2 separate regions of the Canis lupus genome follow, and region 2 is linked to region 1. Evidence: chromatin contacts called from public Hi-C data. All regions are on one chromosome and are shown on one strand. The core of a region is the stretch at or near the end of the contact, and the rest is flanking DNA. Distances in the headings are between cores, read along the strand shown. Region 1 overlaps PHC2 (polyhomeotic-like protein 2). Region 2 holds the start of LOC102155548 (a long non-coding RNA gene).

Evidence for each region. Hi-C and Micro-C count contacts between places; a contact is called where the count stands out from the background.
Region 2: a contact with region 1 is called in a Hi-C map of blood, with 5 times the contacts expected there. The contact joins two enhancer-like sites. A contact is called at or near these places in 5 of 9 Hi-C or Micro-C datasets (amygdala, blood, liver and 1 more).

What each region holds. Positions count from the first base shown.
Region 1 is chr2:67,457,491-67,464,845 of UU_Cfam_GSD_1.0, forward strand. PHC2 (polyhomeotic-like protein 2) reads left to right here. Exons shown (of 15, transcript XM_038531150.1): 7 at 899-1,211. Among named protein-coding and RNA genes, the nearest start is that of A3GALT2, 46 kb to the right of the region's middle. Within about 2 kb of position 3,906, at least 5 of the 20 cell types and tissues checked have an H3K27ac peak or open chromatin away from gene starts, as enhancers often do.
Region 2 is chr2:67,526,489-67,533,843 of UU_Cfam_GSD_1.0, forward strand. It overlaps A3GALT2 (alpha-1,3-galactosyltransferase 2), which reads left to right. Exons shown (of 5, transcript XM_038531159.1): 5 at 329-1,528. The coding sequence ends at 1,016. It overlaps ZNF362 (zinc finger protein 362), which reads right to left. Exons shown (of 8, transcript XM_038531166.1): 8 at 5,493-7,091. The coding sequence ends at 6,975. LOC102155548 (a long non-coding RNA gene) reads right to left here and starts at 449. Exons shown (of 3, transcript XR_005355874.1): 1 at 345-449. Within about 2 kb of position 4,048, at least 11 of the 20 cell types and tissues checked have an H3K27ac peak or open chromatin away from gene starts, as enhancers often do.

The DNA of each region.
Region 1 (7,355 bases), core at 2,656-5,155:
CATACATAGATCAGGAGTCAGAGAGCAGCATGCTGAGGCAAATGCGGTTGCCAATAATGGATGGTCATGACTAGCTTTTTACTGTACACCCTTCCCAGTATAACTTCTGTGTTGCTTTTCAAGTGGAACATCCCACTCTGGTTACGCACGCTAGCCCCTCTAGTTCAGGAAAAATGCCACAGAAGAGGGAGCAAAGATAAGTCCTGGGTCCCCACCTTCTGCTGGCACACAGATACTGCTGTGGCTGTAAAGGTGCTATGGGCAGCGGGGAGCAAAACAGCCCCTCACACTCCCTCCTCACCCTGGCTACAGAACGGGACAGCACTTGGTAGCAAGAGAATCAGATTTGTCGGAAGTGAGTCTGGCACAGCCTCGGCGCATCCAGCAGAGGGCACCAGGGGCCAGGTTGAGTAAGCACACGGATCCTGGTGTAATAAACCTTATTCTGAGGACATGATGATCCTTTGCCTGGGGGCTGCGCTGGTCAATTAACTTTCACTTTTGCCCTGGCCTTTTTGAGTGTGAGATGCCCCATGCCCCACTGTAACTGGGAATTCTTTCCAAATGGAATGCATCCCATCCTGATAGTTTGGGGGAGGAGAGGAGGTAATGGGAGAGAGTGCCCACCCCAGCCTGGGCAGTCATCCCTTCTCAGAATTCAATTTCTTCTGCTCACGGATCCAATCACTAGCACTCTTTCTTGTCCCCTTTAGAAACTACTGCTCCTGGTTCCTCTTTCAACCCCTAACTCGTTTTCTCTCTTTCTCTCTGATTTTGCAACCCACTGTCCTATTTAAGCCATTCCTAGGTCCATCCCTGACTCCTTCCCCGTCTTAGCTGTGTGATGCCATTACTCCTACCCACATTCTTGGGACTCCCATAGACCCCTCTTTTCCAGGTACAGAACTTGACCCTCCGAACACAGCAGACACCAACTGCAGCAGCCTCGGGCCCTTCCCCCACTCAGCCTGTCCTGCCCAGCTTGGCCCTGAAACCCACGCCAAGTGGTAGCCAGCCTCTGCCTACCCCATCACAGGGCAGAAACACCGCTCAGGGTTCCCCCGCAGGTGCCAAGCCTGGCATAACTGACAGTGTGATGGAGCCACTCAAGAAAGGAGATGGTAACAGCAGTGTGCCGGGGAGCATGGAAGGCCGGGCTGGGCTCAGCCGGATGGTACCTGCTGTGGCCACCCACCCCCTCGTTGCTCCAGGTAAGGGCTCCAGGAACAAGGATCGTATCCCAGAAAACTCAGGACTAGGGGGAGGAGGAAGCTTTCAAACTTTCCTTTTTCCCACAGACATACTAAGATACTAGCCCTGCATCTCTTTTCCCTCTTCCAATCTTGAGAAGTTCATCAGCTCCTGGTTCTGCATCATGCCTCCATGTAGCTTTAGAGGAGGAAGCCACAACATTTGGAATAAACTAGTCCTTTGTGATGGGCGCAGTGGTGAATCATAGCTCTTAGCCATGAGAGAGTGGTGGTTGGCAGTTGGACTACTTTGAAATACTTGAAGGGTCAGTTACAGGGATGGGGACAAGCCAGGTGCAAACAAGAACCACACAGGGAGTTGAAGTGGGAAGTTGATTTTATCATCATTCAACAGACATCTGTTGACTAATATATGACAGTTATGTTGCCAGTTTTAGATGCACAGAGATGAATGAGACTTAGGCTCTGCTCTCTGGGAAGGGTACCGGCTGGGAAGACAAGTACTATGAGGTGCAGTGTGATCAGTGCTCTCATATATGTGAGCTCTGAGCATGGCAGGAGCTATCCAGCTCTGGGGAAGGGAGCCAAAAGGCTTGCCAATGAGGGTATCACTTCAGGAAAAAATTTAGCAGATTAAAAAATATATAATAATCAGATTACTTATGAAAAAGATTCTGTGATGGGGCTGAGTCAGCATTCCCAGAAGCTGGATCTCTTTCCCTGTCTGCTAGCATGTCCCAGTATTGCCTTTTCTAAGCAGTCTTTTCTCAGAAAAGCCTTAGAAGCCAGCTTATCAGTCTAGGGAATAAGACCATGCTGTTAGACCATAGAAGTAAATATAATAGCGATAGACTACATGGCTTTGCATTAAAGAGAAAATCAGGGGTACCTGGTGGCTCAGTGGTTGAACATCTGCCTTCAGCTCAGGCTGTGATCCCAGGGTCCTAGGATAAGTCCCACATCAGGCTCCCTGCAGGGAGCCTGCTTCTCCCTCTGCCTATGTCTCTGCCTCTTTCTGTGTGTCTCTCATGAATAAATAAATTTAAAAGAGAGAGAGAGAGAATCACCCTGGTCACATCCTTGAGACAACCACTCACCTTCTGTCCTCATCCAGACCATTTTGCTATCCAGTCTAACCTACATTTTTTTTTCTTGAGAGCTTGTGTATGCTGGTTACTAGATTAACCAACGGGGTCAAAATACAATTCCTTACCTAAATGTGCAGTCAAAAGGAGGGAGCCAGGTATATAAGCAAATCCATTCAATTTCATAAATTCTATTACAGAAGTAAGTTCAAGGTAAGTGTGGACACACCCAACTCAGTGCCAGGAGGAGGGGTCAGAGATACTGTCCCTCAGAGGAAATGGCATGTGAGTCTCAAAGCAGGAGTAGTTTACCCAACAACAGACAAAGTAGGGGAAGATATTCAAGATAGAGGAAAGTACAGGTCAAGTGTCACGACTGAGCAATGAAGAATCTGAGCCACAATCCTTTATTTACTTTCTTGAGGTTTCGAGGACAAAGGATTGGTGATTCTCTGCCTTTGGACAGTCACTGCTGGGCTGAGGAAGGCAGCTCCCTACAAGTCACTTAGCACTTCTCCCTTCTCATTCAAGCTACAAACCCTACAAACCCTACTTCCTGAGAACCATACGCACCCAAGCCAAAATGTAGCCTCTCCCCAGATCCAACCCAGCCCCCCAGGTTCTAAGGACTCTTCAAAAGAAAGACCCGTTCTTGAATTCTTCCTAAATGTGCTAGGCAATCCTGGGGTCTTGAGAAAACAGGGCGCTATTAAAACAGCTGTTGTAAACTAGACCATATGCTAGGCATTTTTATGCATACCACCCCTTTTTGCCTTGGAAAGAACCCTATAAGGTAGGTGTGTTTATCCATTTTGCAGAGGAGAAGACGAAAGCTCAGAGAGGTTATCCAAGAACTTGCTACATGTGTCGCTCAAGGTCACATAAGTCGTAAGAGGCAGAAGTGGGAACCAGGTCCATGCCCCACTGAGTCAGATTCTGTGTCCTTAGCCATTAAACCATATTTGCCGCTCTCAATTCTTGCAGTAATGTGGGTCTTTCCTAGGCCATTCCTGTTCATGACCCAAAAGTCAAAGAGCCTGATGGTTCTAAGTTCTGTAGTTTACAGAATCGAGTGGAAGGCTCTCTTCTCTTGAACTTTATGAAGGTGAACACCTGTGAGTTACAGGCTGAGGTCTGGGGCCCCTGGCATGGCCTGAAACTAGCAGTATGTGGCTATATGCAATACAGAGACAAGTGGTTCCACAGAACTTTCTGTGGGGCAGCTGTGGGCTGCATCTAGATCACACAAATCAGTGGGCTTTGCATGGTTCCTACCTCCTACCATCACCTCCCATTCTTCCTTACTTCTTCTACCCCTTCCTCTCTACAAGCCCAGTGATTCTACTCCCCAACCCCTAACCTCCCAGATGCAAGGCAATGGGGAGGGTCAGGAAGCTGCAGATCCTCTCAGGGCTCTGGAACAAAAAAAAGACAAATAATCTTTATGCCCTAGTGGGGGCAGCCTGGAGGAGCCCCTGCCCTGGGCTCCTGCGTCCTCAGGCAAAGGTAACTTCTGGCCTCCTGCCCAGCCAACCCACTGCAAATGAACAGAGATCAGAGCATGTGCGCATGTGCTTGTGTGTGTGTGTGTGTGTGCCTGTGCGCGAGAGCGCACGCGCGCACGCATGTGTGTGTGTGTGTGTGTGTGTGAGAGAGAGAGAGAGAGAGAGAGAGAGAGAGAGAGAGAGATTGAGAGAAAAAGAGAGAAGGGGGTGGCGGTTTTTGTTGGTTATTGAAGCATTTTCGAGCTGGCTGGCTCGTTGCCCCCAGGGAGAATAACCAGTGGAGACCTGCAGTGGGGCAGTGGGGGACCGTAGGGGAGAGAATGTGTCCCCCTGGGGGCCATGTCCTCCCAGAACAGGCAAATGCTGTAGTCCCAGCTGGGACTGCTCCCACTGACAGCTGTTTGGGGGCAAAGCCCCTCCCCCATGGCGAGCTCCCTGCTGTTCCTGCTCCTGTCACCTTGGCAACCAGCTTCTTTAGGATCTGCAAATAGAAAAGGTCCCTTATGCCCTGAAAAGGGGTGGGTTGGCAGGTGGGGGAGGGGAATAAGGGGCGGAGAGCAGAGCCTAAGAAGTTGGGCTTCTTGGAAATTCGAGGACAGAACCAAGGAGGGCAGGAGAGGCAGGCTGCAAGGTCCCATGGGCCAGGCCTCCAGGGAAACCAAGTCCTAAGGGAGCTGGCCCACAGCTCCCCACAAGAGGCTTGGTTCTTGGAGTCCTCATTCTAGGGGATAAACTCAGGGCCTTGGTGCACACTCAGGCCCAAAGGTGAGGAGAAAGTTGCTGACCAGGAGGTTGATGCTGTGAAAAAAAGGAAACTGTCAGGTTATTGAAAATTCTAGGCCCTTTCCACACAATTGTGCTCCAGATGCCAGGTCTTTGTTCTGCTTCCTCATCCCTCCTCAGGTCTCATCAGAGGAGAGAAAACTCTCTGCTGGAAAGGCCTGCCACATAGCAGCTTTGTTTTATTGCAGAGAGGGATTTGTGTCAGGGAATAGTGATTCCTGTCTGTGATAGGCCGGACAATGTGATGCTTGCTGATTCTAGGACTCTCGGGCACCACATTTCTCTCCCAGAGCAGCTTCCAAGCTGTGAGATAGACACTTTTACTTAGAGAATCCAATAAAAACAAAACATACAAATGGACTCGTTATCTCGCTAGAGTCAAGATTCCCAACAATTTTGATGTTAAAATTGTGCAACCAACCACGAAGTTCATTTCAACTATCACTGTAGGACCAAATTTAGATTCCTAAGAAGTTCCTCTTTATATTAGGGGGAAAAAGTCTACAGGATATCAGTGGAAGAGTTTGATATTTTGCTTAACACATCATAGGTGTGCACGTGTGTGTATGTGTGTGTGACAGAAACAGAGGAAGAGGATACAACTGTGATACACAAAGGGCCTTGGAAGTGTTGAGCCTTCTTTCCTGAAATCCTTCACCCTAGGCTCCTATTATATTACCTCTATGAGTCATTGCCAACTACCAGTTAATAATAATAATAACTACGAGTTAATGAACAGCCATGTCCCAGGCACTGTCCGAAATACCCACATATCTTACCTACGTATCTCATTTAATCCTGACAATTCCATTCCCCTAAATGAAGAAGATATGGCTCAGAAAGACTAATTAACTGTCATCCCCAAATAGTTTTTCTCTGTCTCTTTAATTGTTTAGTTCAGCTCAATAAATACTCATTTAGCACCTATTATGTGCCAAACATAATGCTAACCATATGGGAGTTACAGAGATGAACAAGAGTTTAAATTCTAATTGGGGTGTGGAAATCTGAGTTGTGCCTGAAAAATGAGTAAGTTTCAAGAACAGAACAGAAGGAGGATGATCTCAGCTGGCACTGGGAAGCACCTACGTCCAGAATGGCCACGTGTGCATGTGACCATCTGTGCGTGTAGGTGGGACCTGCTCCTCCCTCCTTTCCCTTTGCCCCCACTGCCATTAGCTGTGAGACTCCCAAAGACTCAGTCCTGTCCTCCTGGTGTTTTACTCCAACATTTACCCCCTAAAGGAGCTTGTCTGTTCTTCCATTTCAGACACCTACCACCTGTCTGCAGATGACATCTGAATATGGGCCCCTCCCTGTCTTCATTCCCCTTCCCTGTAGATTTCCTGTCTATAGGATATTCCCCTTGGATGTCACTCCACCACACACACATTTTTAAATTTTACAGAATTCATAAACAAAACAAAAACAAAAATCTGGATGTGTTCCTCTGAGGAAGAATCTCCGTTCCCAGTTTCCCAGCCACTGCCCACGGTCATGAACTAGCAACTCTTATACCCTAGGCTCACAGTCTCAGGGTTATTTTTATTTCATTTGCCTTTAGCACAGAAGCAGAGTGTTATAATGGGAAAAGCATGGGCTTCAGAGTTAGATCTGGTTTCAGACCCCAGCTTCCCTACTTACTAGTTTTATGACCATCATCAAGTTACTTAATCTCTGTAAACCTCAATTTCCTCACCTATAAAACTGAGATGATTGTACTTCCCACAGGCTATAAAGATGAGTGTGCTGGCCTGCAGAGGTGACCCGCACAGAGTAGGCTCTCCACAGCTCCCAGCTCCCTTTCCCTCCTTGGTCCCACCTTCCATCACTACCCAGCTCATCACCAGGCTCCGATGATACTTCCTCTGTGTTGGCTCCCTGCCTTCCTCGAGGCCTGCTGACTATAAGAGGCTTAACTGATGGCCAGGAATTCCCACTCACAGCTGCTAGAATCATCTTCCTCAGAGACTGTTATTTCTTTCCTTGTTGGGAAACCTTCCCTGTGTCTTTCTTTCCTACTTTATCAGTTGTAATGCCTAGCCTGTAGGAGGGACTCAATAAATAGTGTGTTCATGACTTCTGATAAGACTGACTCTGACTCTGTGGGGGGCCTGCAAAATCCTCCCCAAATTGCCCACTGAACCACTCGAATTGCTCATGGCTTCCTGGGACAGATCTGTCTCCTCTCCCCCACTCCTACCACTTTGTGACTTACTTGACCCATCGCATCCCTTTTACCTCCCTGCCTTCTGACAAAAACACTCCCTTTTCATTGTTCTTCCTCCAAGATCACCTGCAAAGGTCTGAAGAGCCTCCAACTAATATTCCAAGGCTTGCTATTTTACTTTGTGCTTATTGGCTTGTTTTATTCACTTGCCCATCAGCACTTTTGGGGTGTTTGTTACATGCAAGGCACTGTGTCTCATCTGTCAAGTAGAATCAATTTTCCCTTAACACACTGCATTGTAGAAGTCAATTGGAAACTACTCTCAGTTCTTGTTTATAAGATGGGAACACTGCCCATTTGCCTCATAAGCTTACTGTTATGAATAAATGAGATTCAAATTATAAAAATGCTTTGAGAAGTTCAAAGCAACATGCAAATAGCTGATAGTATTTTAAGAATAGCTTCATTTGATGAGCATCTACTAGGTATGTGCAAAGGCAGTGAACCTTTTTGTGATTTAAACATAATATTCCATGTGGTGCTAACAGCTACACTAGGTGGTACATATCACCATTTATAGAACAGGAACGCAAGGGTCAGG
Region 2 (7,355 bases), core at 2,798-5,297, 69 kb after region 1:
AGGAGGCAGATTTCCCCGGGGCTCCGTAGGAAGGGCTCCTGGCCGCTGCCTCCCAGGGTCTGGGCCTCCCGGGACGGCCGACTGCTGTCCCCACACAGCCCTCCGCGCCCCTAGCTGGGCTTCCTCACCGCCCTGCGGCATCAAGGGCCTGGGGCTTCACAAGCGAAGGCTCCAGGCCCGAAGGAGGCACCGACCAAGGCCGCCGCCCGTCCCAAGGGCCAGCACAGCCTCTGTGCCGCGCCCCGCGTTCATCCAGGCAGGTGGCGGGGCCGCGGGGAGGGGGGGGGGCGGCCGCCGCGCCTCTCGGGCTGACCCCCCGCCCCCGCAGGTACCTGGAGAAGTACCTGGCGCGCTTCCTGGAGACGGCCGAGCAGCACTTCATGGTGGGCCAGCGCGTGGTGTACTACGTGTTCACCGAGCTCCCGGCCGCCGTGCCCCGCGTGGCGCTGGGCCCCGGCCGCGGGCTGCGCGTGGAGCGCGTGGTCCGCGAGCGGCGCTGGCAGGACGTGTCCATGCAGCGCATGCGCACGCTGCACGAGGCGCTGCACGGCCGGCTGGGCCGCGAGGCGCACTTCGTGTTCTGCATGGACGTGGACCAGCACTTCCGCAGCTCCTTCGGGCCCGAGGCGCTGGCCGAGTCGGTGGCGCAGCTGCACGCCTGGCACTACCACAGGCCGCGGTGGCTGCTGCCCTACGAGCGGGACGCGCGCTCGGCCGCCGCGGTGGCGCCGGGCGAGGGCGACTTCTACTACCACGCGGCGGTGTTCGGGGGCAGCGTGGCGGCGCTGCGCGGGCTGACGGGGCACTGCGCGCGGGCCCTGCAGCGGGACCGCGAGCGCGGCCTGGAGGCGCGCTGGCACGACGAGAGCCACCTCAACAAGTTCTTCTGGTTGCACAAGCCCGCCAAGGTGCTGTCCCCCGAGTTCTGCTGGAGCCCCGACATCGGCTGGCGGGCCGAGATCCGTCGGCCGCGCCTGCTGTGGGCGCCCAAGGAGTACGCCCTGGTGCGCGACTAGGCCCTGCTGGGGCCCCTGCCGCCCCAGCCAGAGCTTGGACGGAAACGGCCCCAACGTTGCGGCCTGTGCCTTTGGGGCCCTTCTCGCCGGGAGGGAAAGATCCCCTTTCAACAGCGACCGGTGTAGCAGGACGGCGGGGCGCCTCTGCCAGGCTGCTGATAGACCTTTCACAGCTCTAGCCCTACTGGATTCGGCCGATGCCTCCTGAAGAGCTGTTTTAACCCCCATCACGCACCGACACCCCTTCTTAGTAAGGAGACTGAGGCACAAAAGGAAACAAAACTACCTAAGGACACAGAGAATCTACGAGTCGGTCTGGGCAGCAGCAGCAGAGCCAGGGCTGGCCTTCACTCTGAAAACAGAGTAGCTTCTGGGCAAACAGGAGAACGCCTCTGCTGCAGGAGAAACTTGGTGGCATCTGAGTCCTTGGCTTTGCCCTTCCATCTCCCTCGACCCTCAAGCATAGTTTGTAGATATTTAAGTAATATTGTAATAAAACTATTCCAAAAGTGTCCCTATGGCCCTTTCTCCCAGGCAATGTCCACAAAAAGGACATGTCCTTGACGTGGGGCTCTTAGGGCTGTCTGGGAGGTAAGTTTCCTTACCTGTGGCTGCTATTCAGAGTCTTCATCAAGTGGGGATAAACACAGGCTCTGAACAGGAGGGAAATCATCAGGCCTTCCATGAACGGTGGTCACAGTGCCAAAGAGACAGCAGGCAGCAGCTGGAGGCCCCTGGGCTGTCCTCTGACAGTTGGGACTGCTGAGGCCTTGGGAGAGTGAGGTTTCACCCCAGGTCCCCTGAATCCTTTGTGTAGTGTTCTCACAGTCCTTGCGTTTTTAATAGCCTCCACAGTTCCTTCAAAAGACAGCAATTTTGGCATAAATCAACCCTGATGGTTTTTACAATCTGATCATTTTTACAACCAGATTCTACTTATTGATGATGTGAAATAAGAGATCTCTCTACTCTCAAAAACAGTTTGAAGTTCCCCAGCGCCTCCTGCCCAAACAAGATTTAGCAAACCTTAGAAGGCCATTTGGACTCTGGATTAGAGGTAAGAACAGGCTAGGTGTGCCTAAGAACAGATTATTGCTTGATGATTTGGGGCTGGCACATCCCTTCCTCTGGTGGGAAATTGTCCTCCACCTTACCCTGCAATATTCACCAAGAGCTACCCACACCAACCTTCATCACCCGGGGCCATGAGAGACCTGAGCTTGAGCTAATAAGATCTGGGTGGGAATCTGTTCCTCTTCTAACTCTGCGAGTGACTCTGGCCAAATCCCTTACTTTTGCTGACTGTTGTTTCTCGTATGTAAAGTGGGGATGCCGATCAACCTCCTTGCGGAGGTTGGGGTGCTCCAGAAAATGTGACTTGCCTTCTCCCTCTCCTTGCTTGCCCCTTCTCCAGCAAGTTCATGGAGTGCAAAGGCTTTGCCAAAAAGAACAGCCATTTCCTGTCTTAAAGAGGAAATAATGGCACAGTCAGTGGTTTCCAGGTGCTAGGCTGGGGCAGCTCCACACTGTGGGTGGAGACCTTCCTGAGGAGGGGGAAGGGTCAAAGAAGCTGTGGTATGGAACAGATGACTTCTTGGGAGTGTCTCCCTCCTTTGTCTTACCCAGAGGCCCTCAGTGTGTATGTGTGGTGCATTAGAGGGAATAACAAGCAGGGATAAGCTTTTTCTGTCGCCACTTCCAACAGTGTCACTGTCAATCAACACTGTTAGAATCTGATCATCTTTACAAGCAAATTCTACTTATTAAGATCTGCTCTCAAAAACAGTTTGAAGTTCCCCAGTGCCTCCTGCCCTAACTAGATTAGCAAACCTCAGAAGGCCATTTGGACTCTAGATTAGAGATAAGAACAGGCTAGGTGTGCCTAAGAACAGGTTATTGCTTGATAACTTGGGGCTGGCACACCTATGCTGGTACCCTCAGGGCCAATCAAAGCTCCTGAGAACTTCCAGGCAAGCAGGTGAAAACTGGACTCCCAGTCCTCAGAGTATCACTGCCACATGTAAAATCTTCACCTGCCCCTGCTGCCCACCCTGCCAGGCCAGCTCAGATGCCACCCCCAGAAACTGCCAAACATCATCAGCTGTCGGTCATAAGGGACTTAGGTTGACCAGGGCCATGTCAAATAGTAATAGTCATAATTACATTTACTGGTACTTAATACCTACCGGGCACATAATGTTCTAAGCATTAGACATATATTGACTCTTTGAATCCTCACATCCACTTTACAAATTGGTTACTATTATTTTTTTTTTTTACGTATTTTTTTAATTTTTATTTATTTATGATAGTCACACAGAGAGAGAGAGAGAGGCAGAGACACAGGCAGAGGGAGAAACAGGCTCCACGCACCGGGAGCCTGATGTGGGATTCGATCCCGGGTCTCCAGGATCGCGCCCTGGGCCAAAGGCAGGCGCTAAACCGCTGCGCCACCCAGGGATCCCTTGGTTACTATTATTGCCCTCATTTTACATATAAGAAAATCAGGCATAGAGAGGTTACATAAGTTGCTCAATGTCACACCACCGGCAACTTAAAACTCATTGATGTGAGAACGAGCAAGGAAATTAAACCTGGCCAGAAGCTGGAGTCGGGAACTGAGTCTTGACACCGGCTCTCGGTCTCCTCTGTCCATCTCTGCTTCTGTCTGACTCTGTCCTGCTTGTGTCTGGCCCAACACACATCCCCAACCCCCGGACCGCAGGGTCTTCCAGTTCAGGAGTCCACCATCTCCTAACTTATTCCTAATCCGTGGGCTGGCGAAGCTGGTTGGAGAGTCAGCTAGTGCTGTCCTGCAACTGGCTCCAGGAGAAAGAAAGCCCCCATTTGTAGCCCTCCCGAGTTTGTGTTGTATAAACCCCAGCACGGCTGATGTCAAACGACAACATTCACTGAATGTGGAGCTGGGAAGAGGCGTGCATCGAGCACCCCCAACCAGGTCGGCCTGGACACTGCACTGGCGCCATCGCTACGCCTGGTCTCAGCGCCGCAGGCGCAGTCACGTGTCCACTGCTGGCCAATCAGGTGTGGCTGGGGTCGGGTCATGTGACGCAAACATGGCTGCCGGAGCCCGCCCCTTCCCGGCGCCGCCGGCTAGGGGAGGTCAGTATCAGAGACGGCAGTGAGGCCTGTGAAATTACCCAAGTTGTGATCCTGGCTATTCCACACCCTTTCCCCCTGCCGATGTGAACACGTCTGGTTTCCTTTTGGGGAGATGTACTGCAGATTGGGGTTTCACCCTCTGCTCCCGGCTTGGAGCGCGGGCTCCAGGTCTGAGCTGATCACGTACAGACTTTGCAGTCACAGTGATTGGCTCGGGGATGGTACCTAACCCCGTCCCAACCAGAAGACCCGATTAGACTACCTGGGGCTTCTGGGAGAGAGACAAAGGCTTGACTGCTGGAAATCTGGGACCTGTGAGGCCGGAGCTGCTGACCGCACAGGAGCCCGAGGATGAAAGCGACTCCGAGAACAAAGCCAAGAGGCGAGCTGGAGACCCCTCTGAGCCCTGAGGCTGGCCTGACCCCTGCACCTGCACCATCCTGTAAGGTGGATGGATTGGGCTCTTCGTCACCCGCAGCCAAGCCTTGCCACACAAGGCCTGGGAGGGCTCCGGGTGAATTCCCGAAGGTGAGCTCCGGGGTGACTCTTGGTAGAATCACTTCTGGCTCTCCAAGGATGCCCCCAGCAAAGGACCAGCCTTGATAAGCCTTGGGGGAATTAATTCCTGCATTTCCCCCTCAGGCAGTCAAAACATGGACCCACATGGGGAGAATGTATGTGAAGGGGGACTTCTTGGCTCCCTCAGTCCCTGGAATTGCTTCCACAAGTCAGGGCACTCATAGTGGACCCTGGAGACGGGCAAGATAGGCATGTGGCTGCCCCTCTGGGAGCGGGGGCTGTGAACCTCACTGGTGGACCCCATACATCCCCAAAGGCTTCATTCAGCATGAGACAAGCCTGGGTGAAGTTTGTGTACCTGCCACTTGATTCCACCACGATCCTCAGCAAAAAAAAAAAAAAAAAAAAAAATCCCTCGTGGTTGGCTGCCCCCTCCTAGGGGGCTGTAGGGTGACCAACACCAAGCACTCGGCTCAGCAGCTGGGGTGAGGCCAGCCCACAGTACAAGGCCATTTCCCTTGGTCCCCAGGTCTGGGGGGCGGGGGAGGGGAGAGGAGCATGGAAAGGTGCCCCCCAGCCCCGCCCTCGCACAGAGCACGCCACACACCGCCGCCACCCAGGTGCGGGTACAGTTTATTCTTCACAACAGAGAAATACAAAGAGCAGAGGGTTTGGAATTCCTTTGTTTCTTGCCCCATTTAGTGTCTTCCCCCACATTCGAGTTTGTTGCCCCCCACCCCTTTTCTTAAATCTAATGCAAACTTGTTTCCTGAAGCATTGAGGGGCACCTGCCCTCACCTCCCTGCCACCAAGATGCAGACTGAGAAGCCAACAGACTGTTTTCTCTTTTTTAATAAGGTAACTAGTTCTAAATATGGTGGCCTGGAGGTCCCATAGAAAAAAGCAAATGGGGTGTTAACAGTATGTAGAACAGCGTATTTACAGGGTAGTAACATGCGGACAAAAAGCTACAATACTGAGTTATCAGACGACGCAAGTCAAACAAAGGGGTGGGGGTAGGGGCAGAGAACCCCATGGGAAAAAAATACCCCAGGAAACGTTAAACTGGTAAATCAATGGCGAGTTAAGGCTTAAAAAGTGTATAAAAATAACACAGTTAATATTCAAAACGGAACTCCAGATACAGAATATATAGATGAGTTTCTGTCTAGTTTTCTTTTTTTTTTTTTTTTTCCCGGGGGATGAAGGGGGGCTTCTCCGGGCTCTGTACATAGTTCCTATATACACGGACACGCATGGCTTTCAGATTGGGGTGTGTCTGTGGGGGGCTGAGGGCAGGGTCTGCTCCTGGGACCCTCCTCCCCGAGGATCCCTTCCCTGCTGAGGGGCCTAGGGCCTGGACTGGGGGTTCCCCCTCCATGACAGGGAAGACAAAACCCCTCCCTGGGCACTGCCCCATCTGGAGGAAATTCTGGAGGGGAGGGGTCCTAAGCCCAGGCCCACTCCCTCCCCACCCCCGCTGCCCACAGTCTGGATGGTGGGAGAGGTAGCCAATAGGTTTCCTGGCCAGCACCGAGGTAGACTGGGGTGGTCTTCAGGGCAGTGGAGGGCCAGGTCTTACCCAGCCCACCCTCACCCCATTTCCCTGGGCCTGCGCCCAGCCCAGCCCAACGCTGCACCCTTTGGTCCTGCGGATCTCTCAGCCCCTCTCCCATTTTGCCTCCTGAAGCCTCGACAGCCCTGGTAGCTGCCGCATCCCTCTGCTCAGTAATGCCCAGGGCGTAGCTCGAGAGGTGTGAGCTGGACACCTAGGGGTGAGTGGCTCACTCCAGCTGCCTTCTGTCCCCTCCCACCTGGGGGTCCCCTTTGCAGTCCAGAAACCCAGGCCTGAGCCTTCCCTCAAGACCTGAGGCTGTGGCAAGAGAAGGTCCCACGCTGCCCTCTGTTCTCTGTGTCCATCTGTCCGATTCTTTTAATTTCTCGGTCTTAGCAGCACCAACTTCTTGGCCAATAAATATCTTTTCTGTTATTTCCAAAACAAACTTAAAAAAAAAAAACAAAACAAAACAGTGAAGCAAGTGGAGGGTGGGGAACAAAAAGAAACCCAACAGAGAGGTTCAAAGTGCTCTGAGATCGTCTTTGGATGCCACCAAAACAGTCCAGAATCTTGCAGTTGGCCTGGCCGCCCCCGGAGCTGGACCGGACAGGGCTTCTGCAGCCCAGGCTTTCTGGAAGGTCAGGAAGGTCATGAGAGAGCTCGGCTGTTCCTGGAGGGCCCCTGGAGGAAGTTGGGGCCTGGTGCTGCCTGGGTCTGTGTCTGCCAGTGGGCAGGGTGGGGCGGCGCCTTGGGTCGGCTCAGATGAGGGAAATTCGCACCGGGATGCCGGGGGACTCCGTCCTCTGGGGCGAGTGGTGGCTCACCAGGTGCTCCACCACTGTATGTTTGGACATGTGCTTCATCAGGTAGGTCTCCTGCGGGCAGGGGTGAGATTCAGAACACGGAACCAACCAACCAACCACTGGCAAGAGATGCGGGGGGCGCAGGGGCTGCAGTTCCCACAAGTGGCCACTGGAGGGCTCCTTGGTAGGTGGGCCAGCTAATGGGGAGCAGCCCTGGCTCTAGGGCATCAGAGGGCAATGGGCATTAGGTCTGGTGATGCTGCATCGCTGCCAGGGGTGAATGCTGTTCACTTACCAATCTCTGGGCCCACAGCATGCCAGCCGGAGAGCTGGCAG